2 separate regions of the Drosophila melanogaster genome follow, and region 1 is linked to region 2. A link is a contact called in public Hi-C data. All regions are on one chromosome and are shown on one strand. The core of a region is the stretch at or near the end of the contact, and the rest is flanking DNA. Distances in the headings are between cores, read along the strand shown. Region 1 holds the start of lncRNA:CR45938 (long non-coding RNA:CR45938). Region 2 holds the start of CG5290.

Region 1 (3,821 bases), core at 1,230-3,729, 840 kb after region 2:
GTTTATTCCGATTTTGATTTTTACAATATTCAAGTTCTTCTTTAATTCGATTTCTTTTCCGCCTCATTGCCCAAATTCATGACTAAACATCTTTTACTTTTAGTTTTAAAGTGTTATACAGCTTTTTTTAAATTGTTATAATTGGATTTTATCGCTTTCCTTGCACAAAATATATTTTGTATTTTAAATATAAGCTTTACAATTTGTTTGTTGTTGACATTGAAACAATTACATCTTGGTTGAAATTTACAAATAGTTGAAACTCGCTGCTAAATTTAAATATACATGTAAGTATATATTTTCTATATAGTTTTTAACACGACCTTTATTAATTTATATAATTTCTTGCTCTTCATTATCTTGTTGTAGGTAGTTGTTTGCATTGTTTTCTTACACTTAGATGAAATTACAATTATAATATACACATACATTCATACCATGAACACCTAAATTTGCTTTGTTTTCATTTTCTTTGTATGGATTTTCCAATATTTTTTTTGTTGCCATTAGATTAGACGCAAATACTATGCAAGACACTTGGCGCAAAAAAATACAAGAATCGATCTTCAAGTGGGAACGATACTAATTTCAAAACTATAGTATAACCAAATTCTAATTAAAAAATATGTAGGACGCTAAAAGTACGCCAATTTACATAAAAATATATATAGATTTGTATCCATAAGTATCGTATTCATATAGGTATATAAAAATAAAATTTCTCATGCTTCTTTTGTTTTGTAATGCCTAAAAAAGTGTGTTTCTCCTTGCCGTATTTAAATTTAAATCCATACATCTACTACATATTCTCGTTTAGGTTCAAGTGTTTTAAAATTGCTTTATCAGGGACTACAAATAAAACACGAATTAATTTAAGACAAATTAATTAATTAGTTAAACGTAAACTAGACCTAACCGTAAACGTAATAATAATTAACATTGAATCAACAAATGTGTGCATGTGTGTGTATAGGTGTGATAGTTGGTGGTAGTAGTGATGATGCATTCCCATATTCATAATACGGAATTCTGCTGTATCCTTCGTTCGCCTTCCATGACCCGGTTGCCCCGAGGGCCTTCCCGCCTTGTTATTTACATTTCATAAATGATTAAGTATTCCGTGTCACGTTCTCCCGGCCTCTATCCCTTGCGCTTGGCGTGCAGCATCTCCATGAGCAGCGTTTGGGTGGGCGCACTGCCGGCACAGTGCTTGGTGTACAGGTGATCCTCGCCGCGAACGGCCATGGCATGGATTTCCGGTAAGATGTTAACTAGCCCTCTGAATTTGTCCTGCAATTAGGCGAAAGAGAATCGTTGCTTAGAGTTGTTTGTACGCAATTTACAAATGATTTCAAAAGTAAATGGTTTTTAGCTCAGATACCCTACACATTAAAACTGAATCCTTTACTCACATTCACTGACGGATAGCAGGTGAGGGTGTAGTCCAGCAAAGCGGCTTGCACATTATCATGTCCCTCGGAGACGGTCTTCCGGTTGACAATACCCCGTACACCTATGGGAAATATTCAAGGGTTTAAGAAGGTTGTCAATCTGCACCGCGCAACTTATACGGCCTTACTTGGATTCAACAGGATTAGGAATTTCATGCAGACATAGTCGCCCATATCGAATTTCAGGTCCTGCAGCTTGTTCTGCAGCTCGTTGAAGTAATCGCCCAGCTGTGGCACTCCCAACAAACCCAGACTCATCAGATTGAACACCTGACCATTGTTCAGTTGCGTCTCGTCGGGCAGGCCGTTATGGATTCGATGATGCAGGTGATCCAGAACAAGCATGTCCGACCAGGAATGCTGCAGCAGCTTCATTTGGTCGTCGACCTAAATTAAAAAATATAAATAAAATTTTATTAGTAAATTGGAAATGAAAAAAGACTTAAACATAACAGGCGCGGTTGCCACTATGCATAAAGAAGGTTTAAAAGCCGTTTTAATTAATAAGATAATAAGATATTTCCATACATCATATAGATATTTCCATCATCATATTTCCATACAACAATCATCAGTTTTGCTGATTAATAATATTAATACAATTTTCCTTTTAGTAGTTCTAATAATGATAGCTAATTCATTTGAACCAATAAACCTTTCGTATACAATAATTTTTAGTAGATTTACTTATTTTTTTAAATGTTTTTTTAAATAGAGTGATCTCAGTTTAGTTTCAGTTTATAGTAGCAACCGCACGCTCAATAGTCAATAGATACATTTTGTATGATGATATGGTATGTAGATAAGTTAAGGCCTAGTTTTGGATGCTCTGGTATTACAACACGTCGTCTCTTTCTCTTGGGGATTCTCTCGGTTTCGCTCTATGTCACTGTCTCTGTCTCAGTCTCCGTTTCAGTTTCTCCGCTCTTGATGGGCTGTGGTATGGGTGAGCACATCAGTTGCGTCATTGAGCGAGAGACGCTGCTGCTTGGCTGACTGACTGGTTCAGCTTTGCTGGCTAAGTAGGTCAGACGCCAAATGAAATCGAAATTCAATGCACATTCTGCCGGCGTCGCTGTCGACGTCGCTTTCAGTTGTCGGTGGTTTACATAACATGCCGCAGACTTGGCCCCTAGTTTGAAAACTGGTTTTTGGCTTTGAACCATGTTGCTGCTGTCTGTGTTTGCTGATTTTCTGATTTCTGATTTCTGATTTTTGATTTACTCGATGTGAGGATATCGGGGTGTTGGTCCATACCTTCAGATCCTTGAAGAAGACGGTGTTCCGTGCCCAGTCTACTTGCGAGAACAAATTCTGGTCGAGCACTTTGCACATCAGCTCGAAGAGATCCACTTCCACCTGGTTGTAGGTTTGCTTCTGCAGCAGGGCAAACAGTTGCGTCTGCCATTCCCGATCGTCAATAGATTGCACAAATTCACGAATCATCGGTGAGACTCTGCATGAATAATAATGTGATTAAATGGATCTCAAGACTTCAATTTACGCCAGCAAAAACCCACCTTAATGGCTCGATTAGCGCGTCGGCTGTGCTCGATGGATGTGTGCCAGAATCGAAGCTTTTTGGTAGAAAACAAAAGATATAGGAAAAGTTATAAATTAAAGTTCAGATCACTTCTAATTGGAGAGCTCATCAAGTGATAACTAAGCAATTCGTAAAAGGGCAGTTTGATGAAGACTTTAATTGGAGATCTATAATATCATTATCAGATATATATTTAAATATAGAAACCGAAGCTCATATAATATCTGATAATGAATACAAATATTTCCAATTAAATGTATATACTCTTCTTCTGTACAAGGAAATCGTTCAAGGTTTGTACATTTTTTACAATACATCTTTTTTTTTCAAGTCTAATTATTATATTATATTGATTATTATATTGATATGACTGCCCTTTTCCACACTTGCTGCATGATCAGGTTGAATCCTTTTCCACAAATATGCTTATGTAACGAAAGTTTCTTTTCAATGTTTGTTGAAGTTCGTTTGTCGTTTAATTTGGTTTGAGTTCGAATATTCATTGAGTTTTGTTCTGGCTTTTGGGCTAAATACCACAATTTCGAGTCGGCCGTGTTCTGCAGAGATCCTATTCCAGCCTCGTGGCAACTGCTGTTGCCATTGCCGCCGTTGCGATGCAGGCCATCGTTGGAATTGGTTCCTCCTCCTCCGCCGCCCGCATTATTGCCACCTCCTCCTCCGGACGTTCCGTTGCCCGTGCTGCTGTTGTTGTTGCCGTTGCTGCTGCCGTTGCTGCTATTGCCGTTGCCCACGGAACTTGGTCCGTTCAGACCACCGCCCCCACTGCCGCCAGTGCCGGCGTTCATGGGCGTGGCTATAACACCGCC
Region 2 (4,221 bases), core at 1,187-3,686:
ACACAAGAGGCTCGTTACCATGTTGAATGCTCTGCTGTCCCAGAAGCTTTATGAGTCTTTTGATCAGAGCACTTGAGCCGGCGGGGTCCTCCTTGGAAACTCCGTAAACAATACGGGTTAGCACTTCCTGATCGAGGTAGTGCTGCTTTAGCTCCGCCATGCGCTGGTAAGCCCGCATGGCGTCGTCCCAGTGGGAAGTATCCACGGACACCAGCATGTAGTTCTCCCAAACCTTCCAGTTGCTGTAGTTGCACTTCAAGGCCTCACCAAGAACACGATGGGCCCGCTGTTTGTCACCCAATTTAATCAGGGCCTTGGCTAGGTTATTCCAGGATTCGAATCCATTGGGTTCCAGGTGGGTGTAAGCCAAATAATATTTAACAGCCGGCTCCCAGCGTTCCAGTTGGATTGCACAGTAGCCACAGCGCAAAAGAATCGCTTCCTGCAAGTTGTTAATCTCTAGCGAAATCTCGAAGTGATCCATTGCCTGGGCATAATCCGCACTCCTATAGAAATGGTTGCCCCAATAGGCTTGAGCTTTTCCACTTGTCTTTTTGGAATACAACCAAGCCTGCTCATAGAACGAAGGATCATCGATAGCATCGCCAAGGAGGCAGTACAGCAATGCCGTTGGCTTCTTCTCCAGTTCCTGCCTGATGATCTCCGCTGCCTTGTGACGGAGTTCCAGACTCGTGTAGCACTCGATCACCTGCTGCCAGGCGTGTATGCGAAGACAGATGTCCAGAGCTGTTTTGGTCATGCCCAAGGATCGCAGCAAGTCGACAAGCTGTAGCTGCACCTGCCACTTGGGACTCAAGTGGGCGGCGAAACCGTAGGAGAGTCGGGATCGCAGCGATAGCTCCTCCTCGGAGGTGTCAAGCAGTTTGACACACTCCTCGCATTGTTTCCAGCTGCGTTCGACTGTCCTTCTTTGATTCGATTCCTGAAGGCAGTTTAGAAGAAGGGCTGACTGCCGGACTTGGAATGGTCCGTGTTCCTGGTAAAGTAGGGTTTGTGTATACGGCTCCAGTTGTTCATCCGCCAGGCGATCCTTAGGCGTTGAGCGTTTCAATTGCTTTCTGTGTAAAGGAAAGATTTTAGTATATCAGAAAAATATTATGCACCATTAGCCATTCTTACACTTTGGCCAGCACCAGAGCTTGGAGAACACTGGGAAGCGTCATCACTTCGTTGTCCTTCAGTTCCACAAAGCGTATCCGCTCCAGTCGCGTGTCATCCTCCAGAAGAAGCAGTTTTGGCAATTTGGTCGTCTCATTTGTTTGGACGGCTGGAGGCAGAGGCTGCTGCTCGTTTAGATGCTCAACTTTGAGGCAGAGTTGTGGCAGGGCCTTCTGCTGGAATTTGGTGCGTACTCCTAGTAAACCCTCAACTTTTAGCTCCACCTGGAGATGCTTGCACAGTTCATCCAGTATTTGGGAGGCTATTTCAGAGCGATGAAACTGCAGGTAGCCATTGGCCAACTCCAGTAGTAGCAGGGATTGCAGTTCCCTGCTCTCAAACTGATTGAAATGAGCCTGAAGATGTCCAGCTGCTGACTTAAACTGCTCATACAGGGAGGCCGCCAAATCATCCAGCACATGTTGATGCAGGCAGATCAGACGCAATCGCCACCAAATCAGGACCTAAGTATATCGCTCATTAATAAACAGCAGTGCATTTCACTGAAGCCAACAAACCTTTGATTCTGGATGGTTTTCTAAAAGTCCCTCAAGGATTTCCCTGGCAATCAGTAGTAGTTCTACAGATTTTACATTTGGATTCAGTTCCTCGCCGCTGGCCTTCAGTTTCTCGAGTGCGTCGAGTTTCTCCAGCTCTAGTTCACTATGGATTTGTTGGTACTCTTCGAGTTTGTCAAAGGGCCCAGTAAAACTGTTTTGAACAAAAGCGAATATCAGCAGCAGGAAATCCTTGAGTTGTGAGGTGGGATTATCATTCGGATCTGGCTTGACATGCTCCTGCCAGCGTTGAAGGATCTCCCGGAGTTCATCTATTGTCCACAGTTTCTGGCGGGTCCACAATTGACGCAGTGTCTCATCCGCGGGCAGATCTATGGGCAGTTTTTATATCAGATATTACGGGCTATTATTATTATTTGTACCTTCAACTGTCACCGCATCGTTGAAATTGCATATATAATATTCACTGAATATATCGGCAACCATTATAAAAGCTTTTGATGAAATTGTTGTATATTTTGGATAAACAATCCACGTGCTTCACGTGTTTAAAAATACCGGCTTGATTTAAGGCAAAGTTACTACTTTATAAGAGAAACTTTACTTGGTTGGTACGTTAACGGTTTTTCTTGAATTAATTCAATCTTAATTTAATTGCTTAACAGTCATTTAAAGCGTGTTTCTAGAATGTTTTTAAATCGTGCAGATTGTTTATTAGTGATGGGAGTTCCCGAATGTTCCGCAAATAATCAGCTGATCCAAAATATCGCTACTAAAGGCGGAAAATTTAAAGGAAAATACCTCGTTTCTAATAACAAGCAGTCCCTCTCTACCATCTTAGTAAGCTAATTAAATAGTAGCAACTAAATATCCTTTCTGTCAATGAATACATTTTATGTCTATTGCGCGCAATCTAAAAACTTTCAACAAATGAAGTGAAGTGAAGAACTCTTCAAGGGTATTAAAATTCAGTATTATAAATACCAAATGACCTGCATAAAGCTAACCAACACTTTGTCTTGGCGGTAATTTCAAACGCATCTACAAATCAGCTAATCAAAAGAACAGACATTATTTTTAGCCTTACGTTACCTAAAATCGCCCTGCGCCGATTGGTGCTGCCTTCAATTTCGTGCAATTAGACGGATTTACATCATTGACCAAGTCGCGACGGCGCCAGTACGCAAGTTCATGTTTCATTAAATTGCTTTTTAAAATAGCTGCCCGCCTCACTTGAATATTTATATAAGTCACATGAAGCAAACTCGTGAAATGGACAAATTTATTTTTAAAGAATCTTTGTTATTATTGGGAGAGTGCAGGGGAATTACCGATGATAGAGCGCAGCTTTTTCTGCAATTGCCAGAACACACAATGACTAATACACTGGCGAAGATAGCTTCGAAAAGCTTGGTGGTATTTTATTTTTTACGTCTTAGCCGCCGCCGTAGCTTCTAAATTTAAATTTCACGGTCAAGGTCGTCGATTGCCGTCGCTATCGGAGAACGCGCTGAGTTGCCGAGGGGGTGGTGGTGCGGGTGGGGCATTGGCATCGAGCACAGCCCCCCCAAAAACGCAGTACAGTTGCCGGCGGAGAAACAAAAGAAATCGTATCTGGCAGATACTTTGTATATTCCGGCGAAACCCAATAGCACAAGATGCGATAAAGGGTATCAGTGCCATTTAATTGCGATGTGTGGGTCTATCTGCGAACACTTATCGTCGAATGGAATCTGCCAAACAAATCCGGTGGTAAGATAAGGATGGTATTTCCCGTTACCAACTCATTGGACCTAAATGCGGCTGTATTATTTTAATGGAATTTTAATTAGTTCTACAAACTAGATTACACCTTGTTATTAATTTTTTAAATTTAAGATAAATTCTTGAGTTTCAAATACTCACATTAATATGGATTGTTTGTGAATCATTATATCTTAGAAGTAGAACTAACTAAAAATGTATTAAGATACATATATGTTTTATGTTTCCTAACCTTCGTTAATTAGTTCCTGATTTTGTAATATCATACGTATGCAATAATTGTTTGTAAGCCCTCATTGCGCTTATAATATTGAACTTAAGAAAGTTCTAGACTAATTACTATAAACATTTTCAACTCATTTTATTTCAATTTTTAAAATTTTTTCTTTTTTAACTCTCAACAGGTCTAAGCTTTTTTAACGGCTAACTTCCATGTAACTCTTAAATTTTTTAAAATTTGAATTCCACCACATAATCAAAAGAGAAAAAAGCTTTTATTTCTCTTATTTAAAAAATACTCTTTTTGCCTGTAGTATCTCTTCGAGTTTCAAGTTTTCTGCTGAGCTTGGCTTAGTAGTCAGCATAAAAGATTTTGTCATTTTGGCGCGATTATTCCGCTCTCTCCCTCTTTATTGCAGTGCACTCTCTTTCACGCCTGCGTTGCATGGCCAAGTGCACAACGCATTCAAATGCACTCGAATCGAATCCGGTGAATTGAAGCCGGCACGCGGCTTCCAAGTGGACGTCATCATGACCCAAA

What was found. Hi-C and Micro-C count contacts between places; a contact is called where the count stands out from the background.
Region 1: a Hi-C map of the Kc167 cell line shows a contact between it and region 2, with 1.6 times the contacts expected there. A contact is called at or near these places in 5 of 107 Hi-C or Micro-C datasets (the Kc167 cell line, the ML-DmBG3-c2 cell line and embryo).

The regions. Positions count from the first base shown.
Region 1 is chr3L:18,751,606-18,755,426 of dm6, forward strand. It overlaps lncRNA:CR45938 (long non-coding RNA:CR45938), which reads right to left and starts at 2,480. Exons shown (of 1, transcript NR_133269.1): 1 at 2,192-2,480. ftz-f1 (ftz transcription factor 1) reads right to left here. Exons shown (of 10, transcript NM_079419.3): 5 at 3,529-3,821; 6 at 2,972-3,028; 7 at 2,709-2,907; 8 at 1,580-1,838; 9 at 1,413-1,513; 10 at 144-1,290. The coding sequence ends at 1,141.
Region 2 is chr3L:17,910,129-17,914,349 of dm6, forward strand. CG5290 reads right to left here and starts at 2,437. Exons shown (of 4, transcript NM_140769.3): 1 at 2,120-2,437; 2 at 1,698-2,068; 3 at 1,141-1,643; 4 at 1-1,079. The coding sequence starts at 2,183.